Linked DNA regions of Macaca mulatta: region 1 is linked to region 2. Evidence: chromatin contacts called from public Hi-C data. All regions are on one chromosome and are shown on one strand. Each heading gives the region's core, a stretch centred on a gene start, on an enhancer-like site or on the middle of the called end of the contact. The rest is flanking DNA. Distances are from core to core; before and after follow the strand shown. Region 1 holds the start of MIER1 (MIER1 transcriptional regulator). Region 2 holds the start of SLC35D1 (solute carrier family 35 member D1).

Region 1 (6,628 bases), core at 3,887-6,386, 130 kb after region 2:
TCAGTAGATTCCCGACAGTAAATGTAAAATTCTATATCCCCAAATCTCGAAAGAGGTCACAGCAAAAATTAATAGAAGGGGTTGTGATAGGCAGTCTGCCATCCTCATGTCATTTGCGTGTTCTCACACACTTCTGTCATGCCAGTAGCAACAGAGTTATGTACTGGTTGAATTTTGCACAACCAGACAAAATTTAAAATACTGAAAATTGACTATTTTATGGCTATCATCTACCATAGAGGGAGAACCTACTTATTTGCAACGCCTGAAATGCCGGTAACTTGAAAGTTTATTTTAACGTATTGGCCTACAGCTGCCAATTGGCCATGATGACAATGCTGATGATGGCCAGAGCCAATGATTTCAAAGTAACTAACATGTTTCACTTCCATTATACTAAGGCAGATACTGAATAACACAAAGGTGACATTAAAACAGTCACTAACATATTTTACTAAACCAGTTTTAAAGTCTTTATTTCGAAAGACTGAGTTTTTTTCCTAATCTTCAAGGGTTCCTCTTAATGCAGTTTCAAAAGTGGCTACCAAAATCAACCATTTAAATATGAGAATTATTCATTCCCTCCAAATAATGTGAACCAATGCTACAATATATTGCATAAATGTGTACATATACAATTTTTCTTAAAGTTTATACTTAACTTATAATGCAATATAGGGGAGGCTATTAAATTATTTATATTCCCTTAAAATTCTAGACTCTATCAAGCATTTTCCTATTTCCAAAGATTCAACGTTAATTTGAAACTGCTATGTCCAATAATAATCTGTGCATGAATAAACTGCATTTACAGATATATGAAGTAGCTGCTAAGTGAAAGGACATTACCTGGTAATTTGACAGGAAAAGAGTCCACAGACAGTCTGTAAACCAATTAAACATAAACATCTGATGCACATTTTCTACTGAAAGAAAAGCAAGGGAAAGAAGAGAAAGGAAAACTTTAAGGTTCCCAAATCTACAAACAATTTTTACCATTAACTGTACTGTACAGTATTTTCATTTTATTTTTTAGAAAACTTATGTAAAAGTGTTTTTCAGGATTCCTTGGGGGAATAAGTATTTTAGCAGAGGTATATAGTTTCTAAGAGTTACCCTGTTGAATTATGTCAGTGCTTTGGACTTGAAATAAAAATGACTTTTTAAAAGTGTCAGTTCATATCCGAATAGTTTTCAATCAATACACTTAATGAAAAGAGCTGAAGGCAAAGAACAATGGATGTACATGGACCTGAGGTGGATACAGACACACTTAGGGGCCTAGAGGTACAAACTCAGGCTTTATACCATGGAGATGAAGGAGGGTTTTCCATTAAAATATGAAAGCTAATTTATGAAATTTGCCTACCAAAGGAAAATTAAAAGTGTTAAAATACAAGGTACAGGAATAACTTGCTTGCTTAAGTACACTGAATCTTTGATTCTTCAGTTAAATTACCAACAGAAATCCCAACTGTGATAAAGAGCAGGGGATCACAGTCCAGTAACCTACTGAATCGTAAAATTGTCAGGAAAATGAAGTCTGAAACATTTCTGAATGGGTATCTATCTTACTGTTAAATAATTTTTTTTTTTTTTTTTTTTTTTTTTTTTGAGACGGAGTCTGGCTCTGTCGCCCAGGCTGGAGTGCAGTGGCGCGATCTCGGCTCATTGCAAGCTCCGCCTCCCGGGTTCACGTCATTCTCCGTCATTCTCCGGCCTCAGCCTCCTGAGTAGCTGGGACTACAGGCGCCCGCCACCACGCACGGCTAATTTTGGTTTTTTGTATTTTTAGTAGAGACGGGGTTTCAACGTGTTAGCCAGGATGGTCTCGGTCTCCTGACCTTGTGATCCGCCCACCTCAATCTCCCAAAGTGCTGGGATTACAGGCGTGAGCCAATGTGCCCGGCCTAAATAATTTTTTAAGTTTATTAATATTGTGTGTCAATATTACTAGATTTAAATGGTATTATTATTATTGAGGGAAGAAAATCTCTACATTTTTCTCCTTCCCCTTTTTATAAATGTGGATTCAGTGGGTCTTTTTAGGTTCAGATATTATAAAAAAGAAACAGCTCTAATACTGCAATTCATAGGTAACACATTACCACTGAATTCAGTATACTTCCACTATTATTTTATTTTAGTGATACACTTAACTGTAAAATTTTCAGGAGCCACCTTAGGGAATGAAAAGTCTTTCTCAAAATGCTTACTTACCCTCTTCAGTATTAAATATATAAAAATTAACTATTCACTAGTCACAGAATTTTAGTGTTGGATGGGACCTTAGAGATCTTTTAGTCAAGTCTCTACTCTGTCAAAATAGTAATCTCTCATCATGCTTCTACTACCAGGCTTTTTGCCTATGTTTAAACACCTCCAGTGACTCACTATATCTCATAAAAAGGCTCCTCTTTTCAAAAAAAGTTCAAATGTTTAAAACATTCTTTTATTATGCCAGAATCTACCTCCTTGTTGTTTCCATCCATTACCCTTAGTTCTTCAGCACTTTGGATTAATTCAACAGATATCTTCTTTGTATCCAAATGCAAACAGTTAATATTTATACTTGGGTTAACAAAAAAAATATTTTTAAAGCCTATTCATACTAGAAGAGTTGAAAATAGGACATGACAGAGCTAAAGGCATGAGAAAATGCACCATTAATTGTGTCTGCTTAATTACACCTTGTTATTTATTAATGTGATATCCAAAACAGTAGTTCTGTTGAAATTGTGTATAAAATCTTTAAACTAAAAAAGTGTGGTGAATTCCAATTTTATGTGAGGTTTGTGATTAATGTCCCAAAACAAAAAACCACTATAGAAAGCCTGAATAAATGCCTCTTCAGCTCCTATTGCCCACCTAAAAGCTGCCTTATTTTCGGGCAAACTAACATTAATTTTTATGACATTAAGCTACTCAAAACTCCTATTATATTGATAAATCATTTGTAAGCAATTTACTGAATCTTCTATTCAAAATTATTAAACAATTCTATAGAGGCTATAAGGCGCACGCACACACAAACCCCTCAGTTATTATTATGCTTTTAACAAAAGCATTTAGTATCACAATCTTACTTCAACCAGTACCTTAAACGAACCAATGAACAAACTTCTTCAGCAATTTACATATACCTAAGAAATATAACCTTTTATTCAGTACCAACACCTGATTCAAATACAAGTAACATATATATATATCATATATAAACCTGTTATGCAATCCAAAAAGGTACCTCTCAAAATGCACCAAGAAAATACTGTATTTATAACAGTTTAGCCTCTGGGGTTAGCTGATTGAAATAGATTAATACAACACATCCAAAACTAAAAAATTCTGTATCTAACAATTTTCAGGGTCCATGAGTCTCTTTTGAGATTAGTTTATAAACTATTTCCTGAAATTTTTATTTAAAAGCAACAGCCTACACTATGCCTTTATGATGTGGTGGTAAAATTGTATGGATAATTACTAATTTGGTTGAAAATTCCTAAATCTAAAAAACTTAGCCTATTACATTTAGAAGCCCCACATCTATAGTGACAATCAGCATCATCTTTTCATTAGTCTCATTTTTTATTATTAATGCCACTCTAAAACACTTATGTAGGCTTTTGGTTCTTCAAATAACAGTTTTGGATTTTCTTTTCATAAGTTTTACACAGTTCTATCCAGTGGCCCCATTTTATCAGTATATTACAAACTGTATGTTTATGGTTCTTACATTGATGACATGTTATTTTTATCTCACCCAAATTCTGGAAATTTTTGGCCCATCAATTCTCAAACACTGGAACATATAAGAAGAGTAATATAATCTCACATTACTTGAGGGAGTTTGGCTTTTCCCTCCCTTAATCTCCAAGCGTACCCCTGCCTACCAGCATCACATCCGTCTTGTCTGCATTGAACCTCAACCAGTTGGTTCTTAACCACGTCCGAAACTCAGCCAGGCACTGGGAGAATCGAGCGACCACACCATCTGGATCAAAGGAAAGAGAGCCTCAGTAGCAAGGAGACAGAAACGAGATACAAGCTCACCATCTACCGTTTCACATGTTTAAAAAGATGGTCGGGAATTAGGACAAGGATCCCATGACAATTTTAGAAAAACATTTAATGAGCCTTAAGTCATGCAATTTGCAACCAATGGTAAAGGAATAAAAGCGACCCAATAAATAGGTCGCCTCATTCCACCCATGAGTGAAGAAGATTCAGTCAACTCCGGGTCATCTCGGTGAAGCGGCCTCAATAGCCAAGTCAATCTTGTAATTACGTAAGTTCTTCTGCAGAAATACAGAATTCTAGCGTTGGAGGAAGCTTTAAATAGGGAAAACTGAAGCCCAGAGAGGGATAGTGACTCGCTCAAGGTCACACAGCATGCAGGGACCACACAGGCTCCAGGCCAGGGACCTAACCACTACAAGCTGAAACAACAAGACTAAAGAGCGGCAAGCATCTGTCCCAAGGGATCCTCCCACGCGCTAGGAGGACCTCATTTCCTCACAGTAATACCCTATTCGAGTCTCTCCTCCCTCCCTGACTCCATTCGAAAAGGGCAGGTTGGCCCAGGGCGCTGCTCACCATAAAGGCTGCAGTGCAAGCGGGAGCCTCCTGGGACTGGGACACAAGTGAGGGAAATACAGGAGAAAGAGGCGGAGCCACAGCGGGTGGTCAGCTTAGCCCCACCCCGACTGGGATCAGGGACCGAAGCGAACGGGGCGAGGCGAACTCACTCCGCAGCGGATTCCCAGCGCGCCGCCGCCACCGCGAAGGCAAAAGGGCGGCGCTGGGAGGTAGTGGGCGGTGGCGGGGAGGGAGCTGCGCATGCGCCTTCGGCCGCCGACGGCGAGCAAGCCAGGCGCGTTCTGAGGCAGCCCCTCCCCGGAAGTTAAGGGTCTTCCGGGCGGTACACTGCTGTGGGGGAGGGGAAGGAGAGAAAGGGGACTGAGGACACCTCAGGAGCCCCTCATCCCAAACTGGAACAGAAGGGGAAAGATGGCTTGTGGAGGCTGCACTTACAGCCGCTGCCGCTGCTGCCGCCGCCACCTTCGCTGCTGCCGCCACCGCCTGAAGAAGCCCCATCCATCCGCCTGCAGCCGGGAGACTCAGAGCCTGGGAGGGGCCTGAGGCCCGGGCCGCCCGCCTCCTTCTTCTAGTCGTCGTCCGGAGCTTCCTCCTGCTCCACCAACCCTCTGCCCTCCCCTCCGCCTCCGCCCTCCTCCTCGGCCTCGTGCCGCCAGCCAACCGCGCGGCCGCTTGTTGAGCCAGAGCTCCACCGTCGCCATGACGCCCGGCAAACATTCCGGATCCTCGGCCCGAACCGCCAACGCAGGGGCTTGGAGGTACAGGGACTTCAGAGGCGGCCAGAAAAGGGGTGGTGGACCACTCCCCAGCTGGTCGCCACCATGCCAGTCTCTCCGGCAGGCAGTCACAAGCAGCAGAACTTCAGGTTGTAAGTTCCGGCGTTAAAACCGTAGTCCATCCCCCTGGGTCCCGGAGGGAGCCCTTCTATTAATAGATATTTCTGGATTTGGAAAGGGCCGTACCCCAACTGGGTTCATTCTCTAGACCTCGAAGCGCCCAGGCGACAAATGGCTCCTTTATCGACCTACCACAGTCTTTAAAAAAAATCTCTACTGGGCCGGGCGCGGTGGCCCACGCCTGTAATTCCCAGCACTTTGGGAAGCTGAGGCGGTTGGATCATCTGAGGTCAGGAGTTCGAGTCCAGGCTGGCTAACATGGTGAAACCTGGTCTCTACTAAAAATACAAAAAGTTAGCCGGGCCTGGTGGCACATGCCTGTAATCCCAGCTACTTGGGAGACTGAGGCAATTGCTTGAACCCGGGAGACGGAGGTTGCAGTGAGCCGAGATCGTGCCATTGCTGCCTGAGCAACAGAGCGAGACTCTGTCTAAAAAATAAAATAAAATAAAATCTCTACTGCTGTGCTTGCTCTGTGAGAAAAGACCTGGTTTGTTTAGAACCATCCTTCCTCCTAGCACTTCTAGTTTGTTAAGGCCTGCAATCTCTCAAGCTTGATGCCTTCATGCTGTGCCCAGACGTTCAAGAGCCTCAGCTTCTGTGAGCCACCAGGCCAAACATTGCTGTGCTCTGTAGTAGAGGTATTTTATTGTCCTCTACTCAATACCATCTTACCTTAAAACTAATTCCTGCTTCCAGCATTCTACTGTTATGCATCAGTTGGACAAGACTGGAGAAAAGCACACAGCTATGTGGACTTGTCTTTAAATGGTTCCTTAGTACTGCCCATAATACTGTCCACTAAGTTCCTCCAAAGTTCCTTAATTACTTGTTTTCTCTTCCCCTCTCCAATCTCCTCCACCTCAGCTAATCTTTCTTCAGCGGAACTTGTTGAGAGTTCTTGGGAGAGAACCTTGCATTCTCTCTCGAATATGGTACTCACGCTTTTGTCCATCCTACCGCTCCACCAAAACAGCTTCTATGCAAGTCAGCAATAGCCATGCAGCCAAATACAATGGCTGATCCACAGTTTCATTCTTTGTTCAATGAAGCAGCGTTGGTCTAGTTTGTTACTTCTTGAGCTTTGAAAAGCTGTATTTGGGTTCTGAGAAACCACTCTTCCTAGTTCTTGTCTT
Region 2 (6,003 bases), core at 2,564-5,063:
GGCAATGTTTTGATAAAAAGACATGATTTAATACAAAGAAGAGTTTTTGCTAGTAATTCTACCCAGTAAGATGTAAAATTTATCAACCCACAAAGTTGACTTTTCCAAATACCTAAGTGTACCTAAGTGAGAACATTTAATTCAGTCTTTCTTATCTTGAACAACCTTTTAAGATATATTTCAGTATTTACTGTTTCACCCAATGATGCGTAAATACTCCATTTATAATTCTGTGATTAATATTACTGAGGTTAGGAAACAGATCTGAGGACCTAAAATACCAAAATTTACCCAAAAGTCTAAGTACCTATAACATGGGAAAGAGATAAAAATCCTCCTAGAGATGGCACCTATCTTATCTTTGTGGGTACCTAATAAGAATGCTTGACTCCACTAAACTCCACAGCATTTTACTGAGGGTCCACAGCAACCAAATCATTACTGGGGTTGAGAAAATCCAATGCAGTTGTTGGCCTGTGATAGGTCTTAAATATTTGTTAATTAATAAAGTAATTATGCTGAGAAAAACAGTAGTTGCCTGGATCAGCACTCTTATTTTTATTCTGTGTAATCACAACTTATGATTTTGAAAATTTATACCTGGCATTTAATATTTCCACGGGGTAGAACTTAAAATATTATCTCACCTCTACCATTGTTCTCCATTGCTGCCCTCTTTATAAAAGAGGGTTTCATTTTCATACAGGGTTAGCAGGAATAAAAAATGAGTATAAACTCTTTGGAGGTTGTTAATTTGGAATTTTCTCAATTCTAGTAATTTTCTATTAAAAAGTAGTCTTAACTAACCAATTCTACTTCTAGAAATTTATACTCACACAAAGTTGAATGGACAAGGATTGTTTGTAAACTGAAAAATGGCAATAACTTAAATGTCTATAGGGTTACATGATGATGCATCCAACTAATGGAATACTCTGAAGCCTTTGAAAAGAATGAGGTAGAGTTTAAGTGTTGCCACAGAAAGACCATCAAGGAATAGTAAGTGAAAAGAGAAAGATTGCATAATAATACTAGTGACAATAATTATAATAAACACTCATATTTACTATGTTCTAAGCACTTCATATTCATTAACTCATTTAATTCTCATCGTAACTCTATGAGGTGGGTACTATTGTCATCCTCATTTTACAGGTGCGGAAATTGAAGCACAGTGATGTCTAGTAATTTGCCCAAGGTCACAAAACTAAGTGTCAGTGGCAGTGTGTGGCTTGACAATTAGTGTTCTTTTCTGGTTCTATTCCAGATAGGTTTTTTAAAATGTGTAAAAATGTGTATATATGTATATATTTGCTTTTTATTATGAGGGGCATTGTTACTTCTAAAATAATAATTTTTTCTACAAGGATGTTTCTTAAAATACTGTTTTAGTTATTTTTCCTTTTGAAGTTAACAGTCGAGGAAGAGATTTAATCATTTTCCTTGTTTCCACTGATTCAATCGACTAAAATATCTAAACTGTGTTAGGCATCCTTGCCTGCCTCTGTCCTCAAGAAGCAACTGTCTAGTGGAAGAGAGTGATATGTAAACAAGTAATGCAAAGCCCCTTTGCTATGGTCTGTATGTGTCCTCCAAAATTCATATGTCGAAACTTAATCACCAATGTGATATTATTAAGAGGCAGGGCCTTTAGGAAGTGACTAAGTCATGAGGGCTCTGCTTTTGTGAGTAGGATTCATGCCTTATGTAAGAGGCTTCACACAGTGTTTGTCCCTTTCTGATCTTCTGTCCCTTCTGCCATGTGAGGACATGGTGTTCTTCCCCTTCAGAGGATGCAGTGGTTAAGGTGGCACCTTGATCTTGGACTTCTGTCTGCAGAAGTGTGAGAAAACAAATTTCTATTTTTTATATGTTATCCAGTCTCAGGTATTTTGTTATAGCAGCAGGAGCAGATGGATATTCTATAAAGGGGGTATATAAAGATGCGGTAGGAGAAGTGCAAAGGAGAGAGATCAATTATGTAGAGGGAAGCGGGGGGGCAGTGTGAAGGAAGGCTGCCCAGAGAAGAGGTAATGTTCTGCCAAAATACGGAAGGAAATGTAAGACTTTTTCAGGAGCCGGGTGAGAGGAGGAAGAGAAAAAGCAGTCCAGATGGAGGGAATAATGAGAGTAAAGACACAGAAGCCTGAACCCACGTTGCTGATTTATCTGCACCTTAAGGGAGGGAAATGTGAATAGTGCCTCTGGAGATGTGGGTAGGAACCACATTATCTAGCACCTTAGGCTACGTTAAGAACCTCATCCTGTGTGCCAGTTTTTTAAGAAACATTTGAAGAACATAGGTGTTCTCAAGTAACTCAAAAGATATAAACCAATTATACACATATAATTGAATATTATTCAGCCTTAAAAAGGGAGGACATTCTAACATATGCTACATTGTGGCTGAACGTTGAAGAAGCTATGTTAATGAAGTAAGTTCATCACAAAAGGACAAATACATGAGTCCACTCATATGAGGTACCTAGAGTAGTCAAATTCACAGAGACAGAAAGTAGAACACTCATTAATAGCAGAGAGGGAAGGAAGTAGGGAAACAGGGAGTGATTGTTTAAAGGGGAAAGAGTTTCACTTTGGGATGGTGAAAAAGTTCTAAAGATGGATTAGTGATGATGGTTGTAAAACGATGTGAATGCAGTTAATGCCATTCAATTGTATACTCGAAAAGGGTTAAAATGATTAATGTTATATCATGTATATTTTGCCACAATTTATTTATTGATTTCTTTAAGATGGTCTTGTGCTGTTGCCCAGGTTGGAGTGCAGTAGCATGATCATAGCTCACTGCAGCCTCGACTTCCTGGGCTCAAGCCATCCTCCCACCTCAGCCTCCTGAGTAGCTGCGACCACAGGGGTGCACCACCACATCTGGCTAATTTTTTTATTTTCTTGTAGAGACAGGGTCTCACTATGTTGCCCAGGAAGGTCTCAAACTCCTGGGCTCAGGCATTCCACCTGCTTTGACCTCCCAAAGTGCTGGTATTACAGGTGTGAACCACTATACCTGGTTTACCAAACTGTAAAAATAAAAAAAAATAAAAAAAAGAAGAAATTTAAAAAGATACAGACCAAGCATTTAGAAAAATAATTCAAAGTTCTTCTTTCTTAATCTATTAAAGTTCAATATGTAATTTCTTTGCTTAAACTGATCATAATGATTTGCTTCTGTTATACAATAATGACTACCATTTACCGAAAACTAGCTCTTTGCTAGCAATACATCCACAGAGATCAGGTTCAAGGAGGTCATCTAATTGGTCCAAGACACACAATAAGGAGTGTGTGTTTGGGGGTCGTCATTTCTAGGACTCCTACAATTGGAAATCAAGTCTTTTAGGCTCCAAACACCTTGTGCTTTCACCAATCCCCAAGCTGCTTATCTTGCTACTTTTTGGGATATGTCAACATTTTTCTTAAAACAACAAACAAACAAAACTTCCCGATCTGAAAAGAAAGTATTGTTTGGTGTTTTCTGGGTTCAGAAAATGTATGAAGCCAGAGGCACTGCAGAATGAAATTTTCGTTGAGTGTTTACTATTGATCCACATCTGATACTTTTGAAGGGTTTTGGCCCCCTGCAAGAGAGACTAAAAGAGCATTCAAAATTAGTCTAGACACAATGTACTGTAACTACTCGGCCGGCCACCTGTAACAGAGGGGAGGAAGGTCTGCACTTATGTTGCGGCGGTTATCCGAAGAATACGGCCTTCCAGCTCCTCGGCCACCAGACTCCCCCCGCCCCAGGTACTCATCCCGCGGGGAGACCCGGCGCGTGCTCTTGCGCAGGCGCAGAGCGACTGTCACCCAGCGTCTGTGGTTTGCCGCCCGGCGCTCTGGTGTCCCGATGTAGTTCCCCCGGGTTCTCTTTGTCCGCCTCGGGCAGGGGGGTCGCCGCTGCCCCTTCTCCAGGCCCTCTCTAACCCCTGCCCAGGCTAAGCCCGGCGCGGCCCTACCCTCTGACCCCGCGTTGCACAATGCCCGAGCAAAGTCTCCAGGGGTGTGAACCCCGGCGTCCCTGCCCCTGGGCGGGGACCGGCGGCAGCCAAGCGGGGAGTCGAGGCGGCGAGCGTGCAGCTGGCCTAGTCTGCGGTCTCCGACTCCTCGGGTCACCTGGGAACCGCAGCTGCAAGCCCCCGCGCCGCTAGGCCCAGCAGCCAGGCCCACGCCGCTGCGGCAGCCATGGCGGAAGTTCATAGACGTCAGCATGCTCGGGTTAAAGGAGAAGCCCCCGCGAAATCCTCCACACTCCGAGATGAGGAGGAGCTGGGGATGGCGTCGGCCGAAACGCTGACCGTGTTTCTGAAGCTGCTGGCCGCCGGCTTTTACGGCGTGAGCTCCTTCTTGATCGTGGTGGTGAATAAGAGCGTGCTCACCAATTACAGGTAGGGCCGAGGCGGCGGCGGCGGAGGCCGCGGAGGAGGAGCGGGCGGCGGCGGCGGCGGCGGCGGCGGGGCGCCGACTCCCTGGACTTTGACTGCCAAAGTTAAAGCCGAACAAAGTTGGGCGGGAGCTGGGGAGGGCGGGCGGCTGACGCGCGCGGCCCAGGCGGCGGAGCGGCTCGGCGCGCGGGCCTGGGGCAGGGGTCCGCTCTCTGCGCGGAGCTCTGGCCGGCCCGGCACGTTTGGGGCTCGCCTGCCATGCCCTCGGTGCACCGCCCCGAAAACCCTGCCCTTCAGAGAGATGGAGCAAAGTGACTCTTTTGGTGACTTTTGAGCCCTTATGTCTGTCGATCAGGGAGGAGAGCGAGGGAAGCCTCCCTCCTCAGCAGCCTGGACAGGGAGCCGGGGCTTCAGTGTCCCCTGCTCCCTCTGACAGCCTCTGGGGACGTGCGCATCCTCACCCTGGCGGACAGTTATTCCTTTGCTAACACTGGGACCCCGAGGCAGAAGTTGGTTTTTTTTTTTTTTTAAAGGTATGTGAAACCGTTGGAGAGATCTATATCTTCACTGCCTTGAGAAATCCTTTGCAGGCAGCGGGCTGAAATGGTAGACTCGGACAAGATGAGACAAGCGGCCGCCCGAGGCTACATCAGCGGGGTGGCCTGACAACCCACAGGCAGGGAGTTTTCTCCCAAGATTTTTGTTTGATTTAGGGGCGGACGTTGGTGTGGCTTGTATCGGAATGCCACATTAACGTTGCCGATGTGCAAATTGAATTCACGGAGCTAAGTCAGGTTTGTTCTGACCTTGTTTTTCCTTTGCCCTTTTTTGTAGATTTCCCTCCTCACTATGTGTTGGACTTGGCCAGGTTAGTTAGAATCCTCACCATTACGTGGTTTATGTTGTTAGAACTTCTGTGTGTCTTTATGTGTAGAACAGTGAATCTGTGTTCTCTGTTTACAGATGGTGGCCACAGTGGCAGTTCTCTGGGTGGGAAAGGCGCTCAGAGTAGTCAAGTTTCCTGACCTTGACAGAAATGTACCTCGAAAGGTAAAAGAAGAAAAGCAATACTTTATTTTGTGAAATGAAGTCGCTATGTATTAATATATTTTATCAGTGCCTTGCGTATTTTAAAAACTGCAGCCTCAAAAATGCCCAGTCTAGAGTAGTTATAATGAATGTAAAGAATAAATGTAGTAGGCCTACAATCTCTTTAAACTTAAGAGAAAAAATAACCTAGGAATATTCTTTTGTTTTTAATTAATGCACACTTGTTGAGAGTACAACAGTTTTTTGTAGTTTCTGTATCCATCTAATCTAGCCCAGGTATCCTGCATTCATTATTCTTTGGGTTTATTTTATATTCTTCTGTCTGCCTCTGCTTGACTCCAAATGACGATGAATTGCCTTTACTTTTTCTGCTGACTTTAGAGCCATGGGCTCTAATACATGATCATATTTTACAGCAAATAATGTTTCTGTCTCACATTGATCATATTCATATTTCTGTCTTTTCTCCCTGCCTTCCTCCCTTTCTTTCCGCCATAGTAATGTTGTTTATCCAAGGAGAAGTGTTGTTTGGGTGTTTGGGGGTCAAAATTGT

The links. A called contact is a pair of places that touch in the nucleus more often than the background predicts.
Region 1: a Hi-C map of fetal cortex germinal zone shows a contact between it and region 2, with 2.2 times the contacts expected there. The contact joins the promoter of MIER1 here to the promoter of SLC35D1 in region 2. A contact is called at or near these places in 2 of 14 Hi-C or Micro-C datasets (cortical neurons and fetal cortex germinal zone).

Annotation. Positions count from the first base shown.
Region 1 is chr1:173,688,071-173,694,698 of T2T-MMU8v2.0, forward strand. MIER1 (MIER1 transcriptional regulator) reads right to left here and starts at 5,137. Exons shown (of 15, transcript XM_077954509.1): 1 at 5,032-5,137; 2 at 3,891-3,991; 3 at 850-884. It overlaps DNAI4 (dynein axonemal intermediate chain 4), which reads left to right and starts at 5,274. Exons shown (of 18, transcript XM_015141821.3): 1 at 5,274-5,377; 2 at 5,380-5,464. The coding sequence starts at 5,296.
Region 2 is chr1:173,556,978-173,562,980 of T2T-MMU8v2.0, forward strand. SLC35D1 (solute carrier family 35 member D1) reads left to right here and starts at 3,814. Exons shown (of 12, transcript NM_001258070.1): 1 at 3,814-4,403; 2 at 5,235-5,268; 3 at 5,364-5,450. The coding sequence starts at 4,201.